Linked DNA regions of Gossypium hirsutum: region 1 is linked to region 2. Evidence: chromatin contacts called from public Hi-C data. All regions are on one chromosome and are shown on one strand. The core of a region is the stretch at or near the end of the contact, and the rest is flanking DNA. Distances in the headings are between cores, read along the strand shown.

Region 1 (4,368 bases), core at 1,024-3,523, 150 kb before region 2:
ATGGGGAAGAAAATGGAAAGATATGTAGGTTGAATTCGTTATCTACAATGAAGCAACAAAGAAACGGCTAACATCCAAATGTTTGTCGACATTAGGAAAAACCCAGTTGTGTTGAATAGAAATAGATATTGTAACATCATAATGGTGGAGTAAAGGGCCCATCCATCCTGACAAAACCCAGGGGAGATGCAATGTGAAAGCAATAGTGTTGATTTACAGTTAAATCCATTAAATGAGGCTTTCTCTTTCAATGTATTGTCTCATCAACTTATTCATAAATAGGGGTAGATAAAGAGTCCTATCAGATATGCAATTAAATTCGAGCTGTGGCTTTTGTTGCCCCCACACCCCCACGAGGCAAGGCACCACCTGCTGAGCTGAGCCTGGTTTAACGTTTAATGCTCTCTCTGCCAGATATCTGCTGATTGGTGAAGGAGCCTCCACCTTTTTAAGTTCCATTCCGGTTTAAATGTATGCCACCTGTAGTGAGAATGACTTTTTTTTTTTTCATTTTTCTTAAAAGTACTTAATTTCATAATAATAATAATAATAATAGAACCTAAGAGCAATTAACAAGCTTGAATTCCTCCCTAGTACTTGTTCGGCAAGGTACGCCAAGTCAATAAGACAGTGACAATTGAAATAGCTTGGAGTCATTTTAAATCCATGTTATATCACTTACGTTTTTTTTTTTTCATAAAAAAGGTTTCATACAAGGGGAATTTTACAAAATAATCAATAAGTTTAGTACAAGTTCGTCTTAATTAAAGAGTCTATAAATTTATTTTAAAGAAAAACTTAAAAGATAATAAAAACCTTCGAAAATAGGTGAAGCGGACAACACCATTTGTATAACACGCGGATCACACAGGAAAAGGGCAAATGAAGAGTGCGCTTTCTCCTTTATTCCTCTCCTTTTCCCTTCATTAATCCTCTCGCTTATTTTATTAAACTTTCTCTATTATTAAACATTTTAGAGAGCTTCTCAAAACACAAACTCTAATGCTTTCTAATACCCTTTTGTTCTATAGTAACTTACAAAAATGTTAACAATATAACTCTTTTAACATTTTGTTGAAATAGTGTTCTTATAAAAATGACGTCAACATTTTAATTGAAATAGTTCACAATATAATTATTTAGACTAACTAATGATATTATAAAATAGAATGACCAAATTATGTCAAAAAAATGAAGTATATAGATGAAATATCATGTTTCAGCCTAGTATAAGAGTTAAACTAAAGTTCGACCATCGTCTAATAATGCCTAAAAACACGAAGCAAAGCAAACCCCAAAAAATGAGAGATCACGTGTACCCTTAATCTTGTAACATTTTAATCGAAAAGTTAATGATATTAATTATTTGAACTAATTAATATTATTATAAAAAATAAAAATCAATTTATATTAAGAATTAAAATTAAAATTTAAACATAATAAAAATATCAAAACTGAAATTTAACTATTTTTCTATAATGTTAAAAAAACACTATTGTGCTCTTAAATAAATCAATTGAATTAAATCGAGATTGACATTACATTTAAACAAAATAGATTCAAACAAGGGAGTTCTCTGTTATCCATAAAAGTAAACATGCTTATACAGAGTCTAGGGTTGAGGTGTTTATGGGTTGGACTAAGCCAAATTTAAGTCAAGCCTATACAAGGTATTTAAACCAAATATTCAAGCTCGGGTTCAACTCGAAAAATGGACTTACTTTTTTTGTCCAAGTTCGGTTCAATTTAAGAAAGGTAAATTTGAGCCTGACCCGACTTGCTCATATTTGATTTTTTATATTAATTTTTATTTGAAAAAAAATTAAAAAATATAATACAACACTAAAAAATGTTAAAATAAAAGTTTTCTAACACATCAAAAATATTTATAGTAAAAAACACTGCCATAAATATAATAAATATTTTATTATATTAAAAAACACAAATAAATATAATAAATATTTTATTGTATTAAATATATAATTTAAAATTTTATATTTTAGGTGAATTATTTTTTAAATTTTGAGTAATAGATTTAATTGTTATGAAGTTAATGATTTAATATAAATATAAATATGATTTAACATATATAATTAATATAATATTTTTATAATATAATATATTCCGCAACTAAAAAAATCTTACCAAAAGTTCTATCCATATAGAAAATAATCAAATTCATTTTTTGAATATTATATTATATTTAAAATTATTATTTTTAAAGCTTAGCTTCGAATATGGATAAGTCTCCCAGTCCACGAAAGTCTGGGGCACATTTGTTTTTCGCTTGGATTTCAGCTTGTGTTTTTGGATGTTTGCACATCAAGTAGATATTGACAGCCACATTAGCTTCAAGAAAAAGAATAAAAATATAAAATTTCTGGGTAAAGTTGAGTGTTTTAGGCAAATCAAATCAGGTGTACAATTCATCTTCAGCAAGATTAAACTTCAAGTGTCAGATCCTGCTTCCATCATAGCAAGCGTTTGCAAATTTCCCGGTGGGACGTCCTTGCTCAGTTTGCTTCATTATGCTACTATTTCTTCATTTACTCTAAACCAACTCTTCAATCCAGTCACAAAAGTTTAAGTTTGATTATAAAATAAGTTTCAGCTATTCAACTTTAATAAATTTTTATTTTAATTACTCGTTTTCTTTTAAAATTAATTTTATTAAAAAAAGAAAAAATTTAAATTTATACATGAAATTGAATTATTCAACGGCAAAGATGAAACTTGAGTTTTTTCTTATAACTCAATTCATTATAAAAATTCAAAATTTTTCGTGTAAAAACTTAGGTAATTTACTAGAAAAATCCAAGTTTTCTGCTTTTCACTAAAAAAGAAAAACTCAAGTTATAAAACTCAGTTATTTCCCTATAAAACTCCAAAATTTTCTTTTTATCGGGAAAAATTAAAATTAATTCTAAAAAAGAGAAAAATAAAGAAAATTAAAAAGATAAATGATTTTTAAATATCTAAATTTTTCCATGCACACCCAAGTCATTCCCTTTTACTAAAAAACTAAAATTAAGTCCAAAAAATTAAAGACAAATAAAAAATATTACTAAAGTTAAGTAACTAAAATGAATATACAATAATATTAAATTAGTAGCAGGTGATCAAAATGAAAACAATTTTACCAGCAGTACCTAATGAAAATGGTTTTTGATAGCTATGCCTAAAATGAAAAATATTTTTTTGATACTTTTAAAAGTTAAAGCGAAGAATTGTGTAATTTAACCTTTAATAAAAAATTATCTTGATTTTTTTACTCGAACCTTTGTCAAGTTTTTAACTAAAAAAAATTAATAAAAATTAGGTATTAAAAACACTCAATTACACTCGAAAACTAATTTGGGTTACTCAATAACTTAGACGCAATTAATTAAGTGTTAAAATACTCAAATTTGAATTGCTGAATATGATATAATTGATTTTTTTAGATAGACTTGTATACAAGTTGAGTGGCACACCTAATTTGCTATATATGCTGGAGACTAGTGAAGGTGAGTTCGGATAAGAATATTTTTTTTGTTCCAAGTTGAATCGATTTTAAATTTAAATTAAATATTATTAATTTTTTTATTTAAATGTAATTAGAAAACTAATAATAAAATGAACTAATTGAACTTATCCCTAACAAAAATCAGTAATAACGCTTTCGTAACCGACTCATTGTGGAAGAAGATGGTAACGCTTATGCTTGGGTTTGAATCCCGAGAAATTTTAGAAGGAAACCATGGAAAAAAGTATCTTGATTGGAAACTTACTTAATGATAAAATATTGGGTGAATTTTTAAGGAAAAATTATAAAATTAGGTCATTTTTTAAAATTTGTTGGAATAAGTTAATTTTAGAGAGGGTGTGAAAGTTGGATGTGTTTTCAACGGATTTTAGAGGAAATGCTTTTAACTTGATGTGCTTTCAACTTTGGTCAAATGCTTAAATGTTAGTGTTTTTATCCTAGAGTCTCAGGTTCAATTCATTTCCTACTCACATTTGTAATTGCACTATGAAATAAAAAATACAAATGTTTATAAGAGAGAAATCGAACTCAAGACTCAAGAAAGTAATTGCAACTATCTAACCATCTAACGTTTAAAAAATTAATTAAAATTTAAATTAAAGGCTATTTGCATTCCAATCAATTTATTCAATCACTTTTAAAATAATATACTAATTAAATCTAAAATTAAATTCTTGTTACGCCTGCTAAGAGCCTCAAGCTACCTTGAGCAGTCACAACCCAAACAATCTCTTTGTAGTAGCCCTCCTCAACTAGCTACTTGCTTCACAGGTGAGCGTATTCATTATCTGTCATTTTAAATAACTATAGAGTCAAACAAGAACATCTAGGGCACAAGCAAG
Region 2 (4,736 bases), core at 1,448-3,947:
GTACATTGTCCCTATTGAGGAGATTGAAGTACGACTGGATCTGACTTTTGAGGATGAACTTGTTCAGATCATGGAGTGAGATGTCAAGGTATTTAGAAAGAAAATAATCCCTTTTGTTAAGTAGCTATGGAAAAATCATGGTACTAAGGAAGCAACTGGGGAACCCTGAAGATTCGATTTGTCAAAAATACCCATATCTGCTTGAGTCAGGTAAATTTTGAGGCTGAAATTTCTTTTAAGGGGAGAGAGTTGTAACACCCCAAACTTTGAATGTTTGACTAAGAAATGCTAGCATAAATGAATCTCTGTTTCTGTGGTTGTGTGCCCTGCTTATGTGTTCAAGGTCATGAGTTCGAGTGACGTCTTTAGAAAGCTTTGCTATTTTATTCTAAACTAACCTCTATATTTGAATTGTTGACTTAAGCTTAATTTGTTGTAAATCTGTGTCAACGATGAACCTAGTGGTTCAATGGTTAAGCTTCTATATACTTTTAGGTCTTGTGTTCGAGTCTTGGCGTATGCGTTAGGAATTCTGATTGGTGGTTAAAACATTAAATTTTAACGTTTCCTCTTCTCCTCTCTCTTCCTCATTTTTTTTCTTTTTTATTATTCCTGTTTCTCTTTTATTTTCTTTTATCGGTCCCTGAACTTCTTGTTCCTTATTTGCTATTCTGGTCAAGTAAGTACAATTTCTGTGATGTCAATTAAGAGTTAATTGTGTAGTTCTGTTGTGAATTCTAAAAAACAACGATTTTGTACTGTCGAAATAGTTCCGTGTTAGTAGGTTGAAGTCTCTTCTTTAAGCGATTCTGGTTTCTTTGTTTTAGGTGTGTGTGTCGAAAGTAGCATTTCTTAATAGGCTAATTTGAACAGGTGTCGTTGATTTAATGGTAAGTATCGGTTTCTTTAAAGGTTTTCTGTCGAAGTTTTTGACATAGTTCAGTAAGTGTTAATTTGTGCGAATTTCACTGTTTTAGTCGATTGATTGATTCTGGTTGGCTAATTTAGGCTTTGAGATTTCTCTGTATTGTTTCTGCGTCAAAACTACTTTAGGTGCATACCGAAAACCCAAACTTTTAGGAATTTTGGACGCCAAAAAACATGATTGTTGATGCCACATGACAGTGTGGCAGGCCGTGTAACTCACTATCCACGAATTAGAGATGTATGGGCTAGAGGCACGGGCTTGTGTCCAGACTGTGTGTGGGGAATATTTAGTGCAGGGTTCACAAGGGCCAGAGACACATGCATGTGTCCAGGCCGTGTAACTCACTGTTTGCCACTAGAGACCACACGGGCCAGAGACACGGGCGGGTGTCCAGGCCGTGTGAGACACACGAGCATACACATGGGCGAGTGCCAGGTTATGTGGAGCTATATGAGCCAGCCATTCCGGTCGCGTGAAACCATACGGACGTGTGACCCAAAAATTGGATTTTTCTCTCGGGTAGTATGCGTCGTTTGAAACAATTGTAGGCTTTCTGTAGTGTCCATATGTACTGAATTAAACTGTATAAGCTATGATTTCATGATCTAAAACTAAATATTGAGAGATCTGATGTATATTGGATATGGTAACTGTTACTGATATTGAATTATTCGGTATGAACATTAACTGTATCTAAGTGGCCATGTACGACTCTGTATTAACTGTTGTTTGAATCTGGATTTGCATTGGGTGAAATTGAGTAAAGGAGGAAGTATTCTATTCTGAAATGGTGGTTAAACCACTGGTATTTATATTCTGATGTGGCAGTTAGTCTATAATTATCAGAACATGTTATACAGATACTGTGTGGTGTGTAGGGTTGGAAGGGTATTTAATACCCTGATTGGTGTGTTGGGTTGGTCGAAGATAGTGTGTAATGGGTGGGAAATAGGAAGCTTGCATATATTTTGATATGTTCTGTCTCTGAGAATAGCCTGACTTACCATCTATCTAAACTGCTATGATCTGTTAAACTGAATGATCTGCTTTCTGGATCTGACTCTGGAATCCAATATTGGGACCCTATTGGTTTTAACTTAAATATATTGAACAAATAATTAATTTTTTTAGGAAATCACTAACTTATTTCTTCTGCTGACTAAATTACAGGTAAATCACAGACTTGATCGGTTCGGCAGATCGTGAGCTCGGTCATACCCCTTATCTATTTTAGTGTTATTAGTTTGTTAACTTACTTTCAATAATTTCAATACGTAAAGTATTTTAAGAGTATAAGTAATGTATTATGCTATGCATTTGCTAATTTCTACTAGATTGGCTTAAAGACTTAAATTTCGATAATGTGCTTTGAGAGATATTCGAGGTAACTTCCTAAATTTGACCTTATCGTCTAGGCCGGGTATGAAGTGTTACCTAAATTGATTTAATTTTCATCAAAATCAATAATAATGGAATTCCCATTCCATAATACGTTAGAACTTGATTCATTTTTCAACACATCATGAAATCAAAACTGATCCATTGGCCAAACAGCTTGTGGTGAAGAACAATTGATGAGTTGTTATCAAAGAAAGGTCCTGCATTTGTCAATTTTTACACTAAAAAAAGTTTACTCTTTTTTATGTTGTTTGTTTGTTTTTTGCTTTCCCAGACAGTGAAAAGAAACAATTAAGCGAAAGCACAAGTGGGAATTTAGGTGTAGTATTGAGATGGGAACCCACCCACTCCTATGAAAACATTGGTTCGATAAATGTGGGTCTCAGGGGAATTATTTCTTTGATCACAACAATACGTGTGAGTTGCGAGCATGCATGTGACTTCTCCTATTTTCTTACATAAATTCTTCAACAAAAAAGCACTTGCCAAGAAAAGAAAAATCGACTTTTTCAACCTAAGATCCAATGGACGTGTAGCTCTAAATAAACTATTTTTTCATGGGGTTTTACGGAGTTTGATTCATCTTACATTTCAGATTGAAATTACGATATTTGGATTATTAATATTTCGGTCATCCAATAATTTCATATTATGAAATAGTATTAAGATGTTATAATCTTAGATTATAAGCATAATCTTATATTTTGGATCAATTTAGGTTTTTTTCTTAAATAAAGTTCAAGACTAATTAAAAATAAAAAATATATATTTTTCTAATAATGAACCAGAACATGCCATACTAGAGGTGATCATGGGCCAGGTCGGGCCGGGTGTGGGCCGGGCCCAAAAAATTTTTGGCCCGCGTCCTAGGCCCGGGTTCGGCCCGGCCCGAAATATGGGCCTAAAATTTTGTCCAATGCCGGCTCGAGAAAAAATTCTTAAGCCCGATCACGGCCCGGCCCATTTTTAATAAACACCAAAAATTTATTTTAAAAATAAAAAAATAAAAATATATTTTAAAAATATTTTAAAATTTAAAAATAAAAAATATATATTTATTATATATTCGGGCCAGGCCCGGGCCAAAAAAGTGGTGCCCGAGGCCCGACCCATTTTCTAAACGGGCCTCATTTTTTTGCCCAAACCCATATTTCGGGCAGACCGCCCAGCCCATTATCACCTCTATGCCATACCTTACAATTACAATTATTATATTTTATTTAATAAATTACTTATTAATATATTAATTATGATTATGATTATGATTGATGTTTCAATCACTTTTCATAAATTATTATAATTATGATTTATAAATTTATTACAACATCATATATTTATTTATTAATATATAAATTATAATAAAAAATTAAAAATTGTAATAATTTATTATAATTTTGAGGAAATTGAGACTAAAAAAATGTTAAAAGAACTAAACTTTGTTTAAAAAAAAACACATTCTATAAGAATGACAATAGAGTAAATTTTGCTTTTAAATAATCTTACATTCGGTCAACCTAACATCTAAAATCTTACATTCCTATCAAATGAACCAAATAGAATAATTTTACATTCCACCTATAATTATACATTCTCATAATTCTATTATAAAACGTAATCTAAAATCCTTAAATACAAAGTTATAAAGGTTAGCATTTGATATATAATTAGTGAAAATTTTTAATTTCATAAGTAAGATTTAAATGCTACTAGATTTCTATTTTGTATACTTTATTTTTGTAGTTTTACTATACTTTAAGGAGGTATGTATCATCACTTTCAAAAAAAAAATTTGTATATATCATCTTTAAATCTTATTATGAAATCTTAAATTTTTACTAAAAGTGTATAAAAAAAACTGAAAATTGAAAATACCAGAGAATTGAAATATATATATATTAAAAAAATAGTGGCTACAATTATATTTGTTCAAATTTTATATGAATTTGATGCGTTGGTCCGAATAGCTTTTCAAAGTAATAGTTTGAATCGATTTAGATTTATTTTTTAAATAAAATATATTTAAAAATTGATGTATAAAAGGTTTTCAATATTAAAAAAAGTGTACAAGCTGTTAAGGTTATTTTTTCAATTTTATTAAGAAAACATATATTAAACATTATATATAAATATAAAAAAATTAGAATCAAATATTTTTTTTCAAATATCATAAATCATTTTATCAAAATTTTCATATATAATTATTAAAATTTCAATGTGCAAAAAATTATATTCTAATTAAATAATTAAAATATACAAAAAATATTTAACATTACAAAAAAATAAAAATATATGAATTTAGGTATTGTTTGATAAATTAAGTATTGTATTTATATATAAAAATTTGATAAAAGAAGAAAATGAATAAAATATGAGAATGAACCAATCCCGTAGACATCTTAGACTTCAAAGG

What was found. Hi-C and Micro-C count contacts between places; a contact is called where the count stands out from the background.
Region 1: a contact with region 2 is called in a Hi-C map of leaf, with 1.9 times the contacts expected there. The contact joins two enhancer-like sites. A contact is called at or near these places in 19 of 34 Hi-C or Micro-C datasets (anther, callus, fibers and 4 more).

The regions. Positions count from the first base shown.
Region 1 is chrD10:14,467,071-14,471,438 of Gossypium_hirsutum_v2.1, reverse strand. No RefSeq gene overlaps it. Among protein-coding and RNA genes, the nearest start is that of LOC121222430, 8.3 kb to the left of the region's middle. Within about 2 kb of position 2,273, at least 1 of the 9 cell types and tissues checked has an H3K27ac peak or open chromatin away from gene starts, as enhancers often do. A contact at or near this core is called in leaf, where this site is marked.
Region 2 is chrD10:14,313,007-14,317,742 of Gossypium_hirsutum_v2.1, reverse strand. No RefSeq gene overlaps it. Among protein-coding and RNA genes, the nearest start is that of LOC107915829, 14 kb to the right of the region's middle. Within about 2 kb of position 2,697, at least 2 of the 9 cell types and tissues checked have an H3K27ac peak or open chromatin away from gene starts, as enhancers often do. A contact at or near this core is called in leaf, where this site is marked.